2 separate regions of the Salmo salar genome follow, and region 1 is linked to region 2. Evidence: chromatin contacts called from public Hi-C data. All regions are on one chromosome and are shown on one strand. Each heading gives the region's core, a stretch centred on a gene start, on an enhancer-like site or on the middle of the called end of the contact. The rest is flanking DNA. Distances are from core to core; before and after follow the strand shown.

Region 1 (5,301 bases), core at 1,769-4,268, 330 kb before region 2:
CTAGGCGCACCGGTTTGAGTGTGTCAAGAACTGCAACGTTGTTGGATTTTTCACGCTCAACAGTTTCCCGTGTGTACCAAGAATGGTCCCCTACCCAAAGGACATCCAGCCAACTTGACACAACTGTGGGAAGCACTGGAGTCAATATGGGCCAGCAGCCATGTGGAACGCATTCGACACCTTGTAGAGTTCATACCCCGACGAACTGAGGCTGTTCTGAGGACAAAAGGGGGGGGGACTCAATATTAGGAAGGTGTATATAGGAATCACGTTGAAATAGTGGTGGCAACTTCCTCTGGAGGGCACCTTTAACAAAGGCATAAGGCAAATATGTCATGTACATTTTATTATACATTTTTAGTAGGAAGCGAGTAAGAAAGAAAGAAGGAAGTGAGTGATGGACGGGAGGGCAGGACAAGAGAAAAGATTATTGAGATTCAGCCACAAAGAATGCGCTTCCTGCATGCTCTCAGAGACGTTCATATATAGTCAATGAACTAAGCAGACCATACCCAGCAAAGGCATTGGTGCCTACGAGAGTGCCAACCCTTAATAAATCCTCTTAAGGATCGTACCTTTTTCAATTTTCGCCTAAAATTACTTACCCAAATCTAACTGCCTGTAGCTCAGGCCCTGAAGCAAGGATATGCATATTCTTGCTACCATTTGAAAGGAAACACTTTGAAGTTTGTGGAAATGTGAAAGGAATGTAGGAGAATATAACACAATAGATCTGGTAAAAGATAATACAAAGAAAAAAAAAAACATTCTTCTGTATTTTTTGTACCATCATCTTTAAAATGCAAGAGAAAGGCCATAATATATTATTCCATCCCATGTGCAATGTAGATGTTGGCCACTAGGTGGCAGCAGTGTATGTGCACCGTTTTAGACTGATCCAATGAACCATTGCATTTCCGTTCAACATTTTGTATCAAGACTGCCCAAATGTGCCTAATTTGTTTAGTAACAACTTTTCATGTTCAAAATTGTGCACTCTCCTCAAACAATAGCATGGTATTCTTTCACTGTAATAGCTACTGTAAAGTAGACAGTGCAGTTAGATTAACAAGAATTTAAGCTTTCTGCTAATATCTGATATGTCTATGCCCTGGGAAATGTTCTTGTTACTTACACCCTCGTGCTAATCACATTAGCCTACATTAGCTCAACCGTCCCGGGGAAGGGACACCAATCCCGAATAAGTTTTTTAAAGGGATACTGCGAGATTTCAAGATTTTGGTTGTTTTTCTACTTACCTAGAGTCAGACAAACTCATTCCACGGAGGGCCGAGTGACTGCAGGTTTTCGCTCCTCCTTATAGACTGGTTAGCTGACAACTTCACGAAAACGATGCGCATGCTACAATGCGGGCGTAACGTCTGTGTGCTGTTGTGATTCAGGATCACAGATAACAATAGAGGCCTCTAGTGGCCATAAGGCTGTATTCCAACTTCATTGGCTGATCCTTCCTGCTGACCCTGTTGGAATCATGTCCAACTGGGTCATCAGGAGGGATCAGCCAATCGTGAAGAAGAAAATTGAATACTTTAAAATGGAGATAGCCTCAATGGCGCTTACCATGCTGTAACAGATGCCATAATGGCACGGATACAATGATGAGGCCTCTTTCCAGCTCTATGTTCTGGATGGCCAGATAGCTAGCAACAATGACAAGAGGCTGCCATGTGGGGAATTGTTGGTGGCTCGTTTCAGCTAGTTTTATCTTGTTTTTGATACCATGTCTTGTTTTGAGGTGTTTTGACTGATCTCACGACTATGCTAATATGGCTAAAATTAGCTAGCTAGCTAAACAACAACTGTAACGATGTATTTGAGAGACAATAAGTGCTCATTGTGCAAATGTATTTATGCTTTTGAATAACCATTGGAGACTAAATATAGTTTACATGTTGTCAACAATCGAAGCCAACCCTGTTCTGTTTTGCCCCATAGTTGCGCACACCAGTGGAGGCTGCTGAGGGGCGGACAGCTCATAATAATGTCTGGAACGGAGCGAATGGAATGGCATCAAACACATGGAAAACATGTGTTGGATGTATTTGATCCTATTGCACAAATTCCACTCCAGCCATTACCACGAGGCCATCCACCCCAATTAAAGTGCCACCAATCTCCTGTGGCACACACGTCGGTTTTGTTGCTAAACAACCAACCTGTCTATACTTGATTGATGAATTAAGGTCACTGATTAGTAAGGAACCCCCCTCACAAGGTTGTCTAGGTCTTAATTGAAAGGACAAAACAAAAACCAGCAGACACTAGCGCCTAGTCCATGGAAGGAGTTTGACACCCTTGGGTTAGTTAGAAGGTATATTTCTCTGCTTTGAGATGAGCTGGCTACTGTTCCCGGGAGATTTCCAGTAATTGTGCTAAGCTAACAATATGCAAACTTCAACAATCTCCAAACTACACGCAGAGACATAAAAATGGTATCCATGAGTTAGTCTGACTGGGCAGAGGCGGAGTTAGAGGTTTCGCTCACAGACAAGAGTGACAGTGACAATAAAGGAGAACAAGGAGAAGCAGAGACAGAGTGACAGCAGAGATAGACAGCACAACAGGGAGGAAACAGACAGTTTTTACATGTTGTATTTGTCTTAAACATGAGCTGGTTAAAACGAGCTGTTAAAAATCATGTTTCGCCTGTCATAGGTACAGTAAAAGTTGAGAAAAACGAATTGTTGTCCCAGTCTGTCCCTGGACGTAACTAAGCGGTTGTGTAATGAGTACGATTCTGTGTTTTCCCAAGCAAAAAAAGGCTTTATTTGGATTCCCAATGAAAATTCAACCATAAGCTATATTTTATTAAAAAGATATATATGTTGTTTCTGGACTATCCACCATGCAGCCTGGTTGACAATATGTCCGAGCGGCGCAGATTACTGTTCGGTTTTAGAAGGGCGCTCCTCCCTCACCGCTTTTGCCCTTTCGCGTCACAGGCCATAGACCCGTGCCCTGCAGCTCAGCATAATGGAAGTCGCCCAGTGGTAAACGGCCTGAGTGGGACATCTTCATAAATCCACCATCTTTGATGCTCTTCCACCCGGAAATAAGCAGCATTTTTAAAGATGGCTGAGCAAGGGCCAATGGCGATAGCTATGCGGCTAAGAAATCAATTCCAGTCCGTATATAAGCTCGACCCTTTACGAAATGAGGTAGGTACAAATTAGTTTCGGACTCTATAGACGCGACAAGACCAGTAAGAATTGTTTAAGTTAATTAGAGCTGAATCTAGCTACATAACTACGACGAGGAAAAGCAGCAATGCGAGCGCTTCCTCCTGTCACCAAAGTGATGGAGAGAGAGCTGCCTACGTGTGCGCAGGCGTGTGTGGAAGAGTCTACCCGTGTTTTCTGGGCAGCTACTGCAAGGTCCTTCGTGCAAATGTGTACCGTTAACTCCCCGGTTTCACACCTGTAACGGTCTACACTATTAGTTAAAAGACGCATTTGCGTTTTGGATGAATGAAAATTAGTTTATAGATAACTAGCTAATTGTGTTTGCTAGGCTAGGTAGCTTCTGGTGACGGACTTATCGAACCTTGCTTGTAAAGTGACTAATATGTGTCTTACCTGTGTCCTTTTATTTGCAATTCCATGTGTAGCGTACTGGGTTGCTAGCGATAACTTACAAATAAAGAACGTATAGATTCTACCCTGTTATTATTGACATTGTGTTAGCTTATGTTAGCATAATAGATACTCTGCTTACTCCGCTACAATGTTGCAGACACCTGACACGCCAACCTGCTTATATATATATATATGTGTGTGTGTGTGTGTGTGTGTGTGTGTGTATTGTTTACATACTACACATATTTTGCAGATGTTATCGCAGGTCCAGCGAAATGCCTATGTTTCTAGCTCCAACAGTTCAGTAAGAACTAACAATGCGAAACAAATCCCCAAAGTTAGAAATATCAACCTAGTGGAAAAGAGCAATCATCATATTGTTATTCGAATGAACTCATCATTTTGTCTACTCTAGAATGTAAACATTCTAGCTTGTTTTTGACATTAATGGTACATTGTTGCTGCTCAGAAAAAAAAATCTAGAAAATGCAGGTATACTTTCTACTCGAGATTTCAATAGCAACTTATTATTGTTGAAGGAGGAAGTCAAGTTGAAGATCAAAGACCTGAACGAGCACATAGTGTGCTATCTCTGTGCTGGGTACTTCATCGATGCCACAACTATTACAGAGTGTCTGCATACATGTAAGTGGGCCCAGCCTGTGTTTTCAATGTTTTGGCTTCTTGCCCTCTGAGAAATGGGCAAACTGTTACAGACGTGTATAAACCCTGGATTACTGATGCCTTATTGGCACTCTCCAGAAGAAGTTGTCCTGCATAGGAATTAAATAAATAAAAATAAATAAACATTAAATAAATTACATTTTGTCCTTGAAACAATTAAAGGGATACTTCTAGATGTTATTTACTTCCCCAGAGTCCAATGAACTTGTGGACACCATTTTGATGTCTCTGTTTCAAGTATGAAGGAAGTTGGAGGCATTTTCGCAAGCCAATGCTAACTAGCCTCAGCCATTGCGCTGAAGATGGCCATAGACTTCCAGCCGTTACTGCAACTACTATTAACTTCCTTCATACTGGACCCTGAAACATACAAATGGTATCCAATCCCGAACTATCCCTTTAAGTATTTGTTGTTGCAGTGGGGACAGTAACATTAGAACTTTACAAAAATTATACTTTAAGGATGGCTCACGTAAGTATGGATTAAGGTGTCTGTAATAGAATAAATGTGGCAAAAATGAATGTAAACATTAACAAATGCATTTCTATAGAATTCAAAATGTTTTACAATGGTGAGGGAGTGCTAGATGGAGGTGCAGTGGCTTCATAACAGCGCTTCATGTCAGTCATCTAGTGTATATATTAATCATTGGTCCTAGCCTACTTATTGCCTGTGAATGCATACAGTTGTATAGTACATTTTAATGTTATTATTAAATAACATTAATGGTTAATGTCTCTTCTGCTTCTATTTCAGTCTGTAAAAGTTGTATTGTGAAATACCTCCAAACCAGCAAGTATTGTCCAATGTGCAACATAAAGATCCACGAAACACAGCCTTTACTGAACCTGAAATTGGATAGAGTGATGCAAGACATTGTCTACAAACTGGTTCCAGGACTTCAAGAAAGTAAGTAGGCTAATACTTGTTCTCATTTTTGTTACATAGTACTTTAGTATTGGTTTTGATGTTTCACAAGTCGAATAAAGAACAGTCGCTATTTATCCTGTGTACTTTGGA
Region 2 (5,295 bases), core at 657-3,156:
ACTCACCAAGCCCTGATTAACATTATTCTTCTGAAATGCATTTGAAACATACCTGGGACAGCTTTGTGGGCTCTCTGCCTGAAATTAGAATAAGACAACTTCAAACCAAAAGTGGGCAAAGAATAATGTGCAATACGACAACACTCATTGTGTCTTCTGTGCATCTTCAGACAATATCACCCTTTGGGATTATTTCAAATCAAACAAATATGGTCTACATGTTCACACTTACCTCATCACTCTCAACAAGGTTTTCAAACTGTGGAGACAGAACGGCAATGTAAGTATTAGGTAGTTACATCACCTTCTTTCTTCAAACCAAGTGATGAATGATGAAACATGTCATCTTCCAGAAAGATCTAAGTACAATACCTCTATTGTGTAATGTTCCCCAGCAGTACTGCTTCTAAAGTATTTTGACCTGCATGGACAGAAATATGAAAACACTGTCATCCATTTAGGCTGCTTTTGGTCACTGTGACTTTACATGATTGTCATAACTAGTTCTTTCAATCGAATATATACTGCCTGACATCAAAACTAACATTAAAGCCTAACTGATATCAATAACATCAAGCCTACAGTTTAAATCTGTGTACGCGACTAATACACTTTGATTTGTCACCTCAGAATGTGATTTTCCCTCTAAGGAAGGATGTAATGACTATTCTGCCTACAAAATGTTTTAGATTTGTTTAAATCAGAATTCAATAAAGCATAATCAAATATTAAAAGGAAACGCATCATGCACTCCCACAAATGATGCGTGTCTGTATGGCAAGACGCATACGATGTTTTATTTTACCTTTATTTAACTAGGCAAGTCAGTTAAGAACAAATTCTTATTTTTAATGACGGCCTAAGAACAGTGAGTAAACTGCTTTGTTCAGGGGCAGAACGACAGATTTATACCTTGTCAACTCGGGGATTTCGATCTTGCAACCTTTCTGTTACTGGCCCAACGCTCTAACCACTAGGCAGGGTGAGGAACGCTTCAGTATTGACAATAGAGTTACAGATTGAACAATGAGACAGATATTTCACCGGATGTACTGTAGACTTTAGTCTTGCCAAAGTTTCCAAAAATATCGTTTTTTAGGAGTGCAAGGGCGAATTTAGTTATTGCACACGCGCACTTCACAGGCGTTCCCTAATGGAAATGTGCAAATAAATGGTAGAATGCGCCAATAGGATCTCACTAGCTCCAGCTTGACTCTGCCCACTATGACTCATTTGTTCACATTGGAAACGACAGGCTGTGGTCTATCTTGGGTTAGTTATAAACATCTTCGGTACAGTATAGGTACTAGGTTTAGAAACTATGATTGCTGATGCTGAAAAACCTAACTACCTAGTAGAGAAAGGTGTTTGACAAGCAACTGTGGCACGTATACACCCTTGGGCACCGTGGAGGTTTTAACGCTGCATTGTAACGTTATTGTATGACTGCCAACCCACTGAATACTTGTGTCTAGTTAGCTAACCTAGGCTGGTCAACGCTAGTGTAAAGGGCGTATCACTTACCCGCCTCCTCGTTTTATCCTGTTCGCTTCTCTTCTGAAGATCCCAGAACAATAAGCCCAACAGTTCCCCATCGCATTCTGTCAAAAATACAACTTCGTTGGGTTGGGTGCTAACTTCCTGGATAATCTGAGAAATTAGTTGGATAGCTAGCACAGGTGTTTCATTCCTAAAATCTTCAACCCGTCGCCGCGGACATTAGCTAGCTCTTAAAATTAAAGGGTGACATGACACCCAATGCACAACAGCTCATCGTGATACAGTCTATATTTTTATATACAGAAGCCTGTTGAACATTAATCAGAAAAATGTGGCTAGCAACAGCCGTGGTTTTTTTTGAAGTCTCAGTCAATACTTCCTTTTCCTCGTTCTAGGCACGTGACCCATGTTTAGCTACGGAATCTAACCTGGCTCAAACGAAATGTGCACGCTTCAGATGCAAAAACACTGTTTTGAGACAACAAGAAACTCCTAGGCCCACCATTATTTTTGTAAGATCAACAACTTTTTGGGTGGCTTTTTCACCATCCTCTGTAGTTCTACATAGGACTGATATAAATGAAAACATAGACCGCATATTATATGTTGTACAACATTACAGTAGCCCACATATATTTTAAAACATTATTTTCTCCATTGACACATTGTTCCCTTGGCGCAATTTGGTAGATTATAATTTCAACACTCAATGATAAACATATGTACACGGTAAGCATAAAAAATTGACATCTTTAAAAGTATAGATTGGTAGTGGACTTTGAAGTTGCCGCTCAAGGAGATTTTGGGGGGTAAGCCTACCTGTGACCTTCCAAATCTAGTACATGAGAAGCCTGGGCTTCTAAGTTTAGTGCATATATTGCATTCAGAGCCAAGTGAAGGGATGGTGGTAATACCAGTTGTGAAGTCGTAAATAATGTTTTGTTGTTGTTATTGTGGTAATTTCCTTAGTAGGTGACATCAGAGGTCAACATTTGGGAACTCTGGGATGTAGACCTAAATGGTGCTTTTAAGACAACTGGGCAGTGTTGTAGTACTCAAGTCCGGTTTCCAGACCACATTGAGTGTCTCGGTCTTGGATAAATGTTTACACCGTCTGAGACAACGAGGACTCTTAATTTTTTCCCGAGACCAGGAGAATAAAAAAAACTCATAATTATCATCTCCCATTCAGTCAGCAGATAAAACCGCTTCGCCAGTCCAAATATCCGCACTCCTTTCATGTCACCTTAATATCTTATCACTTACTTTATCCTCAAACTTTGTTTGAATTTCCTTGATTTGCTGGTAGAGAAGAGGGGGAAATTGTGTGAAAGTTGCATGCTTAGTATTAGTAAGGGGAGACTGAGGAAAGTTGTAACATATTTTGTCCTATCTAATATAGACCTGTTTGGGTTAGTGCTAATTTGTAGAGTGCAGTGGTGGAAAAAGTACCCAGTTGTCATACTTGAGTAAAAGTAAAGATACGTTAATAGAAAATGACTCAAGTAAAAGTGAAAGTCGCCCAGTAAAATACTACTTGAGTAAAAGTCTAAAAGTATTTGCTTTAAAATATACTTAAGTATCAAAGTAAATGTAACTGATAAAATATACTTAAGCATTAAAAGTCAAAGTATACATAATTTCTAATTCCTTATATTAAGCAAGTCAGAAGGTACCTTTTTCATGTTTTTTTGTTATTTACGGATAGCCAGGGACACACTCCAACACTCAGACATAATTTACAAATGAAGCATGTGTGTTTAATGAGTCCGCCAGATCAGAGGCAGTAGGGATGACCAGCGATGTTCTCTTATTAATGGTGTGAATTGTACCATTTTCCTGTCCTGCTAAGCATTTCAAAATGTAACTAATACTTTTGGGTGTCAGGGAAAATGTATGGAGTAAAAAGTACATTATTTTCTTTAAGAATGTGGTAAAGTAAAAGTAGTCAAAAATATAAATAGTAAAGTAAAGTACTGAAGTAGTACTTTCAAATATTTTTTACGTAAGTACTTTACACCACTGGTAGAGTGGCTCTTTATTTGCCATCATAATGCATTTTTTTCACCATTCTGAATCTCTATAGAATCTTCTTCTTCTTCTTCTTCTGTGGAGTTTAACGGAGGTTGGCATCCAATATGTTGCATTACCGCCCCCAACTGAACTATAGTATAAATCCATTACACTTTGTGATACAAAATGGTAAAAAGGGAAACAGGAAAAATATTTGTAATTACCCTACCCTTATTAGAAACCAACTACCCCATTCCACTACTTTTACCCTACTTGCTCCTGCACCAACGGCCTGGGAGGATGGGATACCACCACTAAACACACCCTGTAACTCTTCTGAAGTCAAATATCGTATACCCAAATACTTCCCTGCAGCTGCCACCACAACATCTATTTTCTGTGACTTACGTTCTATTTCTGCGATAGAGTCGATAACCACTGCTATGAACGCTAAGAAGCCAACCTTACTGAAGCATATATCAATCGTTGGCCTATCCCTCTGTGCTGACACAGATCTACTACTCTCAGGATCCCTCACCCTTAACCCATCCTTCTCTACTTTCTTCTCTGCCTCATCATACAACACCTTTTGCACTACTCTGACTCTAGCCACCTCAACCTGCCTCGTACCGGACACTTCCGGTCCCCCCCAGCAACATGGGCACCCCTACAGTTGACACACACAACTTTATCCATGAAACTACATAATGCTCTATACCATGCCCTCCTGCACACTTCCCACATCTTGGAATCTCCCTCCTACAAACTGCTGTGACATGGCCATAAATATTGAACGCAGTGCATATGGCACAAAAGCTCTAACAGTTTTCTAGTATGACTTTGTCGGGTAAAGACTCACACCTCAAAAGGTCTGACAGTGACTCCTCTGTTTCACCAAGCTCACCACCAGGTCTCCTTTGCAGTAATTGGTGGGCATCACAAACACCAGGAATCTTCAACTTCAATTGCACCTGTCGTGGAAAATTGTCTTAAGAACATAACACTCTTACAAGAACTTGTGAATTCAATATAGACTTTAATACAGAGTAGCAAAGCCGGGCCCTTCCATGGAAGGACCCTACCACACACGCAACAGGGCCGAGCCCCTCCATGAAAAAGACTAAATTGTCATATTACAGAGTCCTTTTTTTATATGATTCTGTCTTTGCATAACGTATAGAGTCCCCTCCCTCTATATGAAAATAGCTTCCCTTGACCGTTCTTTACCATTATCTCTCCATATCCGTTGTTGCTTGTTAACGCCCACATCTGACAGCTGTATAGATTATAATGCTAGCAGGGCCTCCTCATGTGATTTCTCTGTACTTCTTTGTCTGGCTATCTTGAGTATTTGGGCCCTTTCTGCATAACTCAAGTCTGGTTGTCAGGTCGCTATGCCTCCCACCGTGGCCTGTTACTCTATCAGAATCGGATGTCTTCTTCTCTTCCTATAGCCAAAATATTTATGTTCTTTCCCCCTCAGCACATCTTCTTATCTCCCACACGCCACCTCCACACTTAACGCTACCACAGAAATGACTCCTTTTAATGGTGCCCTGTTCCTAAGATTAAAGCAAGAAACAGATCTTGACACAAGTTGCGTGACATGCAGCGCCCACTCTCTCTGGTCAGAAGAAACACAAACAAATAGCTCAAGTCCACAACAGCTTACCGTCAACTCCTTTCCCACCCACCCTGAAACCACAAATGGATCCGGCAAAAGGCAAGGATCCACTTTCTCCCAAAATGTCACTCCTACTGGACCAGATTCTTCTTTATCAT

The links. Hi-C and Micro-C count contacts between places; a contact is called where the count stands out from the background.
Region 1: a Hi-C map of gill shows a contact between it and region 2, with 4 times the contacts expected there. The contact joins the promoter of LOC106611618 here to the promoter of LOC106611615 in region 2. A contact is called at or near these places in 2 of 3 Hi-C or Micro-C datasets (gill and muscle).

The regions. Positions count from the first base shown.
Region 1 is chrssa09:64,592,920-64,598,220 of Ssal_v3.1, reverse strand. It overlaps LOC106611618 (polycomb group RING finger protein 1), which reads left to right and starts at 3,018. Exons shown (of 9, transcript XM_014212012.2): 1 at 3,018-3,179; 2 at 4,136-4,241; 3 at 5,038-5,190. The coding sequence starts at 3,093.
Region 2 is chrssa09:64,259,950-64,265,244 of Ssal_v3.1, reverse strand. It overlaps LOC106611615 (AP-1 complex-associated regulatory protein), which reads right to left and starts at 1,906. Exons shown (of 9, transcript XM_014212008.2): 1 at 1,525-1,906; 2 at 373-421; 3 at 233-259; 4 at 53-78. The coding sequence starts at 1,595.